Linked DNA regions of Ovis aries: region 1 is linked to region 2. Evidence: chromatin contacts called from public Hi-C data. All regions are on one chromosome and are shown on one strand. Each heading gives the region's core, a stretch centred on a gene start, on an enhancer-like site or on the middle of the called end of the contact. The rest is flanking DNA. Distances are from core to core; before and after follow the strand shown.

Region 1 (6,847 bases), core at 920-3,419, 75 kb after region 2:
GAGCAGTCAAGTGTGAAAAAAGAAATGAGATAACCGGCCAAAGGTAAACAAAGACCTGGAAGACCTGTCCTCTATAATTGATTTCAATCATTTCACTACTGCATGCATCATGAGAGAGGAGGCCCACACCCTTTCTCTCTGGGTCTGTATCTCTGCCTGTGTGTGTGCTCATTTCCCTCCAACTCTTTGCAACCCTGTGAGCTGTAGCCCTCCAGGCTCCTCTGAGCATGGGATTTTTCAAAGAATACTGGAGTGGGTTGCCATTTCCTACTACAGGGGATCTTCCTGGCTCATGGATCAAACCCACATCTCTCTCGTGTCTCCTGCATTGGCAGGCAGATCCTTTACCGCTGCGCCACCTGGCTTCAGTCTTAAATAAATAAACTGTTTCTCTGAACGTTCTCCCACATGCTATGCTGTGTCTCTTATAATAAACTTTGTACCTGTTTTCACAGTTTTTGTCTCTTTTGAAGCATTCTCGCTTTCAAATGGGAGAACGAGTCAGGGCCGCTGCTTCTGGCCTCTAATACCTTGATGATCTGGTGGCTAGGAGTCCTGGTTTTCATCCAGACTGCTGCTGCTAAGTCACTTCAGTCGTGTCTGACCCTCAGCGACCCCATAGACTGCAGCCCTCCAGGCTCCTCCGTCCATGGGATTTTCTAGGCAAGAGTACTGGAGTGGGGCACCATTGCCAGACTACCCACATTCAATTCCTAGGCAGGCAGCTAAGATCTCTCTTCAGGACCGTTCACTGCTGCCTCTCGAGATCAGTAACAGAGAGTATGTTGCCCATGCAGGAAGGAAGGGCCTGCAGTGTCAAGTGAGATTTCCAGGACCTCAGCTTTGTCTGAAAATATCTCTACGATCTGCATCTTTGACCTTATTAGTAAAGCTTAATTCTGGTAAGATATCTGATTCATGTGAATCTAATCATGGGTGTTAGCTTAAGCAATATCTGTACTGCTTATTTTTTAGACTGGGGGTCACCATGAAATAATAGTACCTCCATCTATGGGTGTTTGCTAGAGTATTTTTTAGACATTTCCCTTTTAAGTTTCTCAAAATCAAAATAAAAGAGGGCTGGGTTAGAAAATTTATGCTTGAACAAAGGGCTAGAGGGAACAAATAGGTGCTAACTAAACAAGGAAGCCATTAGAGTGATGTGGCTCTCATGCCCTGGCATCCTCTGTAAGCAAGCGGAATCTAACCTGGTCTGAGAGTCCAGAAATCAAAGTACGAAACAAATGCAGTCAACTAGGCAATTACATCTAGTCAATGAATAATTTCCTTGCCTCAACTTTTCTCTATTAAACTCTCTCCCTAGCTCTTGGAGACTCCAAACTGCAAGGAGTGGGGCTATTTGTTATTTTATTGTACTTTTAAAATGCACTGAAATTAAAAACTCCAAACTATAATTGTAGAGATGGCAGGCAACAAATTAAAAATATTTTTAAACTTCTCAGATTTGTCTCTCATGAGCACCACCTGCTCAACATGTGCTTTTTATATTCCATGATAGCACACAAGCTTTTTGTGGGTGGTGAATAATCATAACTGGCACATTGCCTGCCATGTCACTAAACGAAGGGTCCATTGTAGTTATTGCCAAAGGTGAGCTGGTGAGCCTAACCAGCTCAGGAAAGAAAAGAGTACCTTCCTTCTGACAGTCATGGGACTACAGTCACTCCCTCGGTGTGAAAGGGAGGAAACTCAGGCTGTAAAAACACAGGATACTAACCCCAGATAGCTGAGAAGCTAAAAACAACACTTTAACATTATTCTTAAATATTTATGTATTTTTCATGTTTTTCAAGGCCAGAGAGGTAATAAACGGGTCCATAGAGCACAGCGGCTGGGACTGCAAGGAAAGTAAAACCATCCTGAGACATCCAGGGCCAGCCATGGGTCCCACCCCCACTCCCATCCCCCATGCCCCCAGGTCAACCCCTAGGGCACAATTTAGGATCCCCTAGAGTTTGCGATTTAGCAGCAGCAGCAGCAGCAGCAGCAGCAGAATTTTAAAATCTAAGCTACCTCAGTCCACTAACAGCCGCCCAGATCTGGAGGCGGTCCGAAGACGCACTAGCTCGCAGGCTCTACGGCTGCGCGCAGGCGCGTGGGGGCGGGGCCACGAGGCAGGAAATGTGCCCCCGAGGCGGACGCTAGGCTGTAGAGGTCGAAGTTCAGGCAGCTGCTGCTTCTTCGGTTTGGGAAGGAGACGCGGGGCCCATGGCGCTTAGGGGCATCACAGTCGTGGAACTCGGCGGCCTGGCCCCGGTTCCCTTCTGCGGTATGGTCCTGGCGGACTTCGGGGCTCACGTGGTGCGCGTGGACCGACCCGGCACCCGCAGCGACCCGAGCGGGTTGGCCCGAGGCAAGCGCTCGCTGGCGGTGGACCTGAAGCGGCCGCGGGGAGCCGCGGTGCTGCGGCGCCTGTGCGCCCAGGCGGACGTGCTGTTGGAACCTTTCCGCCCCGGTGAGCCTCCTGCCCCTACGCGGGGCCAGAGAGGGGACGGTCCCCGCAGAAGGGAGGTCGCCGCGCCCGGCCGCTTGGGGCTGCACCCCGCATGCTGCTGCTGCTGCTGCTGCTGCTAAGTCGCTTCAGTTGTGTCCAACTCTGTGCGACCTCATAGACTGCAGCCCACCAGGCTCCTCCGTCCCTGGGATTCTCCAGGCAAGAGCACTGGAGTGGGTTGCCATTTCCTTCTCCAATGCATGAAAGTGAAAGTGAAGTCGCTCAGTCGTGTCCTACTCCTAGGGACCCCATGGACTGCAGCCTACCGGTATACCTTTACCCTGTTGCCACCTGAACCCTTTCCATCCCTTTCTAGACCTTGCTGTTGCATTTGATGTTGCTGATCGTTCGCCCCCTGAGACGATCTTCCACTCTTGGAGTCCGAGATAATGCTGTTGTCCCCACTTTCCCTATACCTCTGACTCCTTCCCAAGTTCCCCCCCTTTTTTTTAGTTACTCTTTCCCATTTGCGTTTCTTAATTACGTGAAGGTCATGAACCCTATGAGAAACAAACGAAAGCCATAGATTCTCTCCCTGGAAAACTGCATGTAGGTTCATAGTCAAACTTTGACAAATTTTGGAGCTTGGTTTACCGGGGTAAAGCCAGGCTAACACCTGCTTCCTTAAATGCTGGGGTTCAGGTTCCAGCTTCTGCTCAATTTCCTTTACACTCTGCTTCTTGCAGCCCTTATCCATTTCTGCTGTTTTTATTTTTTATAGGCAGGTGATGGCCAAGTCTATAACTGTGCCCCCTTCTTTTAGAGCCACAGACTTCCAGAATAGGCAAGTTCTGCCCACTTCTATCTGACTGTCTCCTAGGCACTGCAGCTTCCACATATTCCAAACAGTCCCACGTCTTCCCTACTAAAATGTCCTCTTCTCTTTCTGTATCATTTCAGTGAATAGAACCAATGTCCACCCAGTTGCCTGAATGAAAAACTCGTACCTTTGTCTAGGCTCCCAAATCTTCCTTTTCCACCACCAGCTTTCAGTTATCATCAGTCCCATCATTCTTCTTCCTTTCTGTGACTTCTGGATTCTTTGCATGCCTGCTGCAGCTTCCTTGATAACAGTTGTAACAGCCTTTTTAAAGCTGATGTTTGGGTCTAGCACCACTTTGATCTTTGCTCAGACACCTGCTGTTGCTCAAGTACAAATCCCAAGCTTTGGTATATAGCTGGAAGTCAGTAAATGGGGAATGAATCTGCTATGTGGGGCACCAGGTGTATTTAAATATGTGAATGAATCCACCCTCAGATCTGAGATTACAACAATAATAATTTAGTAATTAGGATTATGTTATAATTTAATAATACACAACTTGAAATTGAAGGAGACTCCATATGGGTAAATAATTTGTTGCAGAATTAGGGGAGAGGTGGAGCTAGTTGCAGGGGGTGTTGGGGTGGTTTGAGGCTGATGTTTTTCTAGTTAGAGAAATAGAGTTCTATTTTTTATTGAAGTATGGTTGATTTACAATGTTGTGTTAATTACTACTGTACAGCAGAGCCACTGAGTTACATATATATTCTTTTTCATATTTTTCATTTATCACAGGTTTATCACAGGATATTGAATAGAGCTTCCTGTGCTATATGGTAGAACCTTATTGTTTATCCATTCTGTATATACTTGTTTGCATCTGCTAATCCCAAGCTCCCAATTCATCCCTCTCCTATCCTTCCCCCTTGGTAACCACCAGTCTAGGAATAGAATCCTTTTGTAACTTGTCATAGCTTTGTGGAGACAAAGTCAGTGAGTTTTACTATCTAATTTTATGTCTTTAACCCCAGGACTCCTTAGGTTCCCTGGCTTTAGCAGAATAAATATTGATTGACCCTTGAACAAACCAGGGCTAACCTGTACTTTAGTTACAGTGGTTCTTCACAGTTCCTCGGCATCCATCAACCACAGACTGTGTAATACTGTAGTATTTACTTTTGAAAAACTGGATGTCAGTGGACCCAAACAGTTCAAACTCGCCTTGTTCAAGGGTCAGCTGTACTCGCTGATAAGAGCAATTAAATGCTGTTGTTGCTAACCCTTCTTTCACCAGATATTTATACTGAGTCTTTTTGTAGAGGAACTGCTGGGCATGTTAAAGGCCTGTGGGAACAGATGAGGCATGAATCCTGCCAGAGGAGCATCTGAGCTGTTTGGGAAGATGGAATATATACATGCATAAGCATAGCAGGCACCCATGCAGGCATAGACATAAAAGAGGTCCTGAAAGGAAAAGCAGCTTCCAAAGTGAATTTTTGATCAATTAAAGACCCAGAGTAACTTCCAAAAGAACAGACCACTTCTAATAAATTACTTAGGAGCAAACTGGGGAAACTCTGAAGGGGCTGACTGAAGGGATGGCATATCCACTCTGAAGATGTTTGGGTATGCCTGCAGGGATGTAGGGCAGTGCTGAAGGGAAATAGCATTCTTGGGGTGGGGGGATCTGCCACACATTCCAGAAATGGGGGCTTCACTGTCTGGGTTCTTAATTACTGGCAATACGTTCACTATAAACTCACAACAAATGTTACCAATTTTCCTTGCAAAAAAGTGCTATTTTATATTTGCCACAAAGAAGGGATTATACCCATCTTCAGTTCATGCTGTCTTCAAAAAAAATGTAACTTTTCTCTTAAGGGGTAATGGAAAGACTCCAGCTCGGTCCAGAGATTCTGCAGAAGAAGAACCCAAGGCTTATCTATGGCAGGTTGAGTGGATTCGGCCAGTCAGGAAGGTTCTCCAAGGCAGCCGGACATGACATCAACTATTTGGCTTTGTCAGGTATGTTGGGAAAAAAAAAAAGCAATTTCTCTACACTCTTTTTTCCCCCAGTCAAGATCTACAGTTACACTTATTAGAAAGAATGTTTTAAAGGTGAAGTTTGGAATATTTATTGGAATTAATAAAGAGCGTGTACTTCTTTAAAAAAGATTGGTTTGTCTTGGAACAATCACTGTCAGCCTCCCTCTGGTGACTCAGATCGTAAGGAATCTGCCTGCAAAGCAGGAGACATGGGTTTGATGCCTGGGTCAGGAATATCCCTTGGAGGAGAGCATGGCCACCCACTCCAGTATTCTTGCCTGGAGAATACATGGACAGAGGAGCCTGGCAGTCTACACTTCCTGGCGTCGCAAAGAGCCGAGCAACTAACACTTTCACTTTCCCCTGCCTTAACACACAGGGAGGCGTAATACACTCACTAGTAACATTTACTGACTATGTTTGTGGAGTGAATTCTCAAACAGGCCCCTGCTAAGAAGTAAGAGACTTATTGATAGCAGAAATGGTTGCTCTGTGGTTTGCAAAGATGTATTAATAGTTTGATTCTGGTACCCCCTTACTTTATTGTGAATTGTTGACTGAGGCATGATTTTAGAAATTCTGTGAATACTAGAAAAAGCCCATGGTTTTCACCTGTACGAACATATCTTGAAAGTGTTAACCACTCAGTCATGTCCAGCTCTTCGTGACCCCATGGACTGTATCCCACCAGGCTCTTCTGTCCATGGATTTTTCCAGGCAAGAATACTGGAGTAGGTTGCCATTCCCTTCTCCAGGGGATCTTCCTGACTCAGGGATAGAATCTGAGTCTCCTGCATGACAGGCAGGTTCTTTACCCTCTGAGCCACCAGGGAAGCGCTTCAGTTCAGTTCAGTTCTGTCGCTCAGTCGCTCAGTCGTGTCCGACTCTTTGCGACCCCATGAATCGCAGCACGCCAGGCCTCCCTGTTCATCACCAACTCCCAGAGTTTACCCAAACTCATGTCTATTGAGTCGGTGATGCCATCCAACCATCTCATCCTCTGTCATCCCCTTCTCTTCCTGCCCCCAACCCCTCCCAGCATCAGAGTCTTCCAGTGAGTCAACTCTTCACATGAGGTGGCCAAAGTATTGGAGTTTCAGCTTCAGCATCAGTCCTTCCAAAGAAATCCCAGGACTGATCTCCTTTAGGATGGACTGGTTGCATCTCCTTGCAGTCCAAGGGACTCTCAAGAGTCTTCTCCAACACCACAGTTCAAAAGCATCAATTCTTTGGTGCTCAGCTTTCTTCACAGTCCAACTCTCACATCCATACATGACCACTGGAAAAACCATAGCCTTGACTAGACGGACCTTTGTTGGCAAAGTTATGTCTCTGCTTTTGAATATGCTCTCTAGATTGGTCATAACTTTCCTTCCAAGGAGTAATCATCTTTTAATTTCATGGCTGCAATCACCATCTGCAGTGATTTTGGAGCCCCGAAAAATAAAGTCTGACACTGTTTCCCCAACTATTTCCCACGAAGTGATGGGACCAGATGCCATGACCTTAGTTTTCCAAATGTT
Region 2 (6,794 bases), core at 1,823-4,322:
ACTCATGTCTATTGAGTCAATGATGCTATCCAACCATATCATCCTCTGTCGCTCCCTTCTCCTCCTGCCTTCAATCTTTCCCAGTATCAGGGTCTTTTCCAATGAGTTGACTCTTTCCATCAAATGGCCAAAAGTATTGAAGCTTCAGCTTCAGCATCAGTCCTTCCAATAAATATTCAGGTCTGATTTCCTTTTTAGGATTGACTGGTTTGATCTCCTTGCAGTCCAAGGGACTCTCAAGAGTCTTCTCCAGTACCACAGCTCAAAAGCATCGTTCTTCTGTGCTCAGCTTTCTTTATGGTCCACCTCTCACGTCCACACATGATTACTGGAGAAACCATACATTTGGTTGTTCTTAGTGTTTTACTTTGGAACCTTGAGGCATTTACAGGCTTAGATTTTGGTTTCTTAAGTAAGTCATCACCACATTAGAGCCACATCTGTCCGATGTCCTCCTTGTTTAATTACCACTCTTAACAAACAAGATGTTTTTCTGAAATGTTCATGACCCATCACTATAGTCATTCCTGCCTACTGTTCTAATTTGAGGAAATCATATTGAAGTGTTACTTCCCTTGGTCAATGAGGTATGACATCTCTCTCCCTTCTTCTTGGCCTGAAATTCCTTTCCTACTCAGAATCTCTAGACAGACAGCAGAGACTGGGTCATTGCCTCAAGCAGTAGCCCACAGCAAGTTCTCCGGCGGTCCGCTGGTTGGGACTCTGCACTTTCACTGCGGAGGGCACTTGTTCAAGCCCTGGTCAGGGAAACGTGCTGTGTGCTGCGCTCAGCCGTATCTGACTCTTTTCTGACCCCATGGACTGTTGCTGCCAGGCTTCTCTGTCCGAGAGATTTTTCCAGGCAAGAATATTGGGGTGTCTTGCATTTCTTCCTCCAAGGGATCTTCCCGACCCAGGGATCGAACTGGCATCCCCTGCGTCTCCTGCATTGCAGGTGGATTCTTTTTGACCGCTGCGCCACTGGGTGAGCCTGCACCAGTGGACGCAGGGCCTCTTGGAATCCTTCTGAAGACAGGCAAGCTGCACTCGCAGAAGGCCTCGTGTGCTTGAGCTCCATTTTGTTCTGCCGCTACACAGGTTCTACATGTCCCTCTGGCGGTATTGGACCCTGGGAACTTTCTACCTTGCCACATTGTCTGCCAGATTCATACTCTACACCTTAAATGTTCATTGAAGTAAATGAGCTCTTTGCCAAATGACAGGACAGCCGGCAATTTGTTCTTCAGAACACTCTTGAATGGCAATTTTAAACAGATTCCACAAGCTGCAAGGCGCCCTCCGCCCTCCCCCCAAGTTACCGATTACTGTCTTTGGACCGATAATGTTGTCAGGGAGGAGGAGCCTCTTTAGTCTGTTTGTATCCATCAGTCCTGAAGCACGATGATCTTACAGAATCCCAAGGCCTCAGGCCACCATCCTCAGAAGGTAAGATACAGGTAAGGTTCCAAAAAGGAGTTCTGAGAAGCCTGAGAATAAACACTTGGGAAGGCAGTTCTGACTGACGGGGTGGCTCTCACACCTGATGGACTGAATATGAGAATATCCGGACAGACTGGTACCTCAACACTCTGACAAATCCCACAAACAAACCACAGGCCTTTTTCCACCAGAACCAACATTTTAGTGTGTGTAGTGCTCTTGCCTGGAAAATCCCATGGACAGAGGAGCCTGGTGGGCTGCAGTCCATGGGGTCACCAAGAGTCAGACACGACTGAGTGACTTCCCTTTCACTTTTCACTTTCATGCATTGGAGAAGGACATGGCAACCCACTCCAGTGTTCTTGCTTGGAGAATCCCAGGGATGGGGGAGCCTGGTGGGCTGCCATCTGTGGGGTCGCACATAGTCAGACATGACTGAAGCGACTTAGCAGCAGCAGCAGCAGCAGCAGCAGCAGCAGCAGCAGCAGCAGCAGCAGCTCTCCTATCACCATGCTCTCAAACCCTGCCTGTTTTCCTTAAAGAAACTAACAGAGGGCGCTGTCACCCAACGGTAACTACATTAGAGTGCCGCCAAACCATTTTCCAATCCAGTAAATCGTCTCCTCCCACTCCAGTTTATGAAAATTCATCTCTTTTGAGCAATTCCAGACTGAATTCATTTTTTTCAGCTTTCTGCTCAGCTGTGGTGGAGATGTTTGTTTACAACAGTATCTTTGCCGAACATATGCTGTATGGTTTGGGTAATTCAACATCCTGGTGGAGCCCAAAGAAACACAGAAGATGACAGTTTGGGCAGCGTGATTTTGTTGCACACAGACAGAATGAGCGTCATTCTTGTGTTTAGGAGGCCAAGACTGCAAACACTGCAAAGATGCAAAGGGAATTTGGGTAATGAAGGAGGTGGAACAGGAAGGGCTGCACATCCTAAACAATGAAGTGGGCTCACACACACACATTGGATTTTCAGTTGGTCAAAATGAGCAGGGGTTTTTGGTTCACAAGCGTTTCCCCAGGGCCTGGCATCCCTGCCTGCCACATATTAATGCCTATAAATACCTTTGAATCATAACTAATATATTCAATGTCAGAATTTGTTGAGAAGTTCAGTCCACTGGCTGTTTAGTTTATGAGGTGCTAAATAACCATTTTAACTGACTTAAAAAAAACTCAGCTAAATGAATCAGCCCTTTGTTTGAAGATCACAGGGACAAAGTCAGTAAACATATTGAGCAAACACTGCCCTCTAACCCTCAGCTCTCCTGCACCCTCCCATTCTCCTTACTTGACTTTCTTTCCCACAGAGACCCTTGCAGATGGGTTACTGTGAGCCTGGCCCTTGAGGGGACTGAAGCCATGCCAGTGTTTTCCCCAGTGGCCAGTGGGGGGACGCTCACTCTGCTCCTCTAATCTCTGCCTCCTGCCCTTCACATCCAGGACAGATCCCCAAGGAAGCAGCAAGAGAGATCTCTTCCCTCCTCTGCCTGGAACCCATCACTTCATCTTGTGACAGTGCTCAGACCCCAGAGGGGAGCGTGGGCACATCACTGAGCCCATGGGAACCTAGTGCTATCATCGTGATCTGGTTTTGTCATCCGGACCTGTGACCTGAGCCTAGGAACTCTGTCTTCCCTTTCATCTCCAGCTTTCTGTTCCTCAGACCCACACACCTGGGGCGGGGCAGGAGGTAGCAGTCTGTTCCCGAGTGTGGGGCAAAGGTCCCCAAAGCCCGGGCCTGGCCTGCAGCAGCTTCACCTGGGAATTAATAGAAACGCAAGTTCCCGCTCTCCTTAGACCTTTGGGGCTGTGGACACTCGGGCTATAATTGAACAGCACCTGGGGATTCTGATCCCCGTGAAACTGAACCCCTGTCCTGCAATTGTGTGGAGAGGAAGGGGTCAAGAGATAGAGGAGCTTGGGGCCCCTGAGGCTGGAGGAGGGGGGTCAGGGTGGGGCTGGAGGCTGGGAAATGAAAAGCACATGGAATTCCTGGGTGGCTAAGAGCACAGGCTCTCATCTGACTGCTTGAATCCCAGCCCTGCCACCTACTGTGTGTGTGTGTGTGTGTGTGTGTGTGTGTGTGTGTGACCTGAGTAGGAGGCTTGGACTCTCTCTCTGTGCTTCTGTCTCTAAAATTCTAATACAGCCAGTAGTAGGACCATAGCAGATGCAGCTCTAGTGCCACCCCTTAATCCCTTCAGGATACCCCTCCCTGAGGTCTTTGCTCTTTCTGGATGTCAAAGCCAGCTCTCCACATCTAAGCACCCTGTCCTCATCCGCTAACAGGACAGCAGCCCCCGAACAATGACTGCTCAGGTGGGTGTGTCCAAACCCCGGCCCCCTTGGCCCATTGTGACTGTGTGTCCCGTGCAGATTCTACCCTTTCCTCAGCAGGAATAAGCTCCAGTTACCTCAGTGAGTGGTATGTGTGTCTCACCCCTCACGTTCCAGCTTTTCTCAGCTTGCTTTCCAAGACCCCCTTCTGAACAAACAGCCTCCTCTTGAGTTCTCCCCTCAAGGTCTCCTTTGGAAGAACCCGAGCCAAACCAAGAGCTCTCCCTCTATGGTTGATTGAGGTTAATGCAATCAGCTTTGAGAACCATGCTCCATACACAGTAGGCGCTCCATAGAGGCCTGCCATTGTTGTGAGCACCTGAGCACTGAATGTGGAGTCAGGACACCTGATTCCAGTCTTGCTTTGCACCAGCCAGTGAGGGAAGCCCGAGGAAGCCAGTTATCCGCCGCCCCCCACCCCTCAACCCTGAGGGTCAGTTTCTACCCTATCAGGGCTATTTGGAGAATAAAACAGAAGAGCTCAGGAGGCAGTTTGCAAACTGTGAAGGGAAACACCAAAGTGAAAGGTAAGAGGAAACAAAGGCTGAGGAAACTCACCCAGCTCAGCTCCATCTTCCCTGGATCCTGGAACCAGGACTGCCTCGGGCCCAGAAAGAACTCTCCCGACCAGTGTCCACCGTCTGTGGGGGCGGGGATCCAGAGGAGTGCTGAGCACTGCTGAAAATCGGGCCTTTTGGTCCACCCTGTACTGAGCACTTGGGGCTGAGTCTCAGGCATCATGAGGATTTTATTTCAAGGTATTTAAAATGAGTCTATTAGAAACAGGAGCAATTCCAAATGGGGTCTGAAAACAGAGTCACATTCCAATATTTATCTTTTACAGACTAAATGTTTGTAACAGGAAAAATGTGAAGAGCCAACTCATTTAAAAAGACCCTGATGCTGGGAAAGATTGATGGCAGGAGGAGAAGGGGACAACAGAGGATGAGATGTTAGGAGGGCATCACCAACTTAATGGACATGAATTTGAGCAAACTCCAGGAGAAGGTGAAGGACAGGGAAGCCTGGCATGCTGCAGTTAATGGGGTCGCAAAGAGTTGGACATGACTTAGCACCTGAACAACAAAAGGAAAAGTGCAAGGCAGCATGAGAGTGCCATCAGCACGGCAATTAAACTACCTATGGGTCATTTTTAATGCACAGTGCGGGACGGGAGGAGTGGTCCAGGGCAAGGCTTGGAAATCGTCTGCCTTGAACCATGTGGATTTTGTTGAAGAACCCGCAACCTTAATTGGCCAGGATATCAGAGGCCCAAGTCCTTGGCCCTGCGTACTCCGCCTGAGCAGGGAAGGCTGTTTTGAAATTGGGGATGTCGGAAGGGCTTTCTGGGAGTCCCATGGAGTGAGGACTGCAGGGGAGAGACAGAGAATTTATTTGGACATAAGAGCAGCTAGCAGACCGGGGCCCTGAAGGGCTGAAAAAAAGACCTAGGAAATGGTGACGAAAACATGAAAGGAACTAACAGATATTTTTAAGGGAAACACTCTTGGTTTTTTGTGTTTTTTTCACCTCTGTGAAATAACAGAAACACAACCAGAATTATTAATAGTAGAGGGCCATTTTTAAAGAAAGAATACGAGGAGTTCATCTCCAACTTCCAGAAGCTTCCAGCAACTGGTGACTTCTGTCAGGTGACTGCTTCACTGACCTGGAGGAAAAACAAGTTTTACTCAGGCAGGCAGCTTGCCAAGGACTGTTCCTTCAGCCAGGCATGGTTGTCTTTTTCTCCCCAAGCGTGTTTTCCCTCAAACTGTCCAGGCAAAGGCCAGTAGGAGATGACATGTCCCAGGGTGGTGAGTGTTGCTGACAAATGTCGTGTCCCCTCAGACTTCATCCTGTAGGGTGGGAAAATGCTGAGGTGTCCAAGATGCTGTGACGCTTGAGGGGAGACTTGTCTGGACTTGAAGACCCCGACTCTTCAAGTTTAAAGTGCCAGGAGGGGTCCCAGGAGGGACAAAGGGCCCCTGGAAGGTTAGCTAGGTCCACTCCTCTCTGACATACTGCTGTACTCACCACCAGGGAGGGGTCAGGCCGGTTGCTTTACCTCAAAGACCTCAGTGTGACCAACTGAAAAGTAGTAATAACATGGCGGGGACCAGCTCCCAGACAGGCTTCAGTTTGAGAAGAGGCGGGTGCTGGGAGTTGGGGAAGCAAGTGGCCCAGTGGAGAGAAGCCAGCCTCCTGGTGATGGCTGAGGGTGCTGGGCCTTTGGGGAGTTTCTGAGAATGGTGGGGGCCTGTGCCTTGTGAGCATACAGCTTGCAAGGCCAAGTATGGGATTTCCGCAGGGCTCAACCATGGAAACAAGAGAAGGAAGCTAAGAGCCGTGGCCTAGAGACTGAGGCAAAACATTCCTGCTTCTTCACTTAGCTCAGAAGAAATGGAGCTGCGTGTCTTCAAATGGAGTCACCCCTCAGGCTGACTAGGAAAGAACCGTATCTAGAGTTCCTCTTTCCAAATGTTGGCTCTTTGGATTCTTCTTGTCCGACTCTAGAGAGGAAAGACACCCCCAAAGGTGACTGGGTTTACGTTTCTCATCACCTGTGTATGCACGCTACAGCACCAACCCAGGCTTGCGGAGTTTAGCGCTTGGGAAGCTTGGAGAGCCATCTTTAAGAAAAACAGTACAAGACTATGAATACACAAGGAGGTGTGGAAGTGACTGTTTATTCAGAACAAGAGCAGAAATAACGACAAATGACAGAATTTCAACAGTGGACTGTATTAGATTCCTGTGGCTGCCTTAACAGATTACCCCACACTTAGTGCCTGGAAAATCCCATGGACAGAGGAGCCTGGTAGGCTGCGGTCCATGGGGTTGCGAAGAGTCAGACACGACTGTAGGGAACAAGGTATAAAGAAGGTTGAGAAGTGCTTGCAAACGAGACTCTCAACCAGGGCTGAACATTCTTGCAAACGAGATGTTCAGCTAAGAATCCTGTTTGTTCCCATGGGAAAAGAACATTTCTTGCACACAAGGAT

The links. A called contact is a pair of places that touch in the nucleus more often than the background predicts.
Region 1: a contact with region 2 is called in a Hi-C map of liver, with 5 times the contacts expected there. The contact joins the promoter of AMACR here to the enhancer-like site in region 2. A contact is called at or near these places in 2 of 16 Hi-C or Micro-C datasets (both in liver).

The regions. Positions count from the first base shown.
Region 1 is chr16:39,919,449-39,926,295 of ARS-UI_Ramb_v3.0, forward strand. It overlaps AMACR (alpha-methylacyl-CoA racemase), which reads left to right and starts at 2,170. Exons shown (of 5, transcript XM_004017063.6): 1 at 2,170-2,476; 2 at 5,160-5,303. The coding sequence starts at 2,230.
Region 2 is chr16:39,843,294-39,850,087 of ARS-UI_Ramb_v3.0, forward strand. No RefSeq gene overlaps it. Among named protein-coding and RNA genes, the nearest start is that of C1QTNF3, 38 kb to the right of the region's middle. Within about 2 kb of position 3,073, at least 13 of the 54 cell types and tissues checked have an H3K27ac peak or open chromatin away from gene starts, as enhancers often do. A contact at or near this core is called in liver, where this site is marked.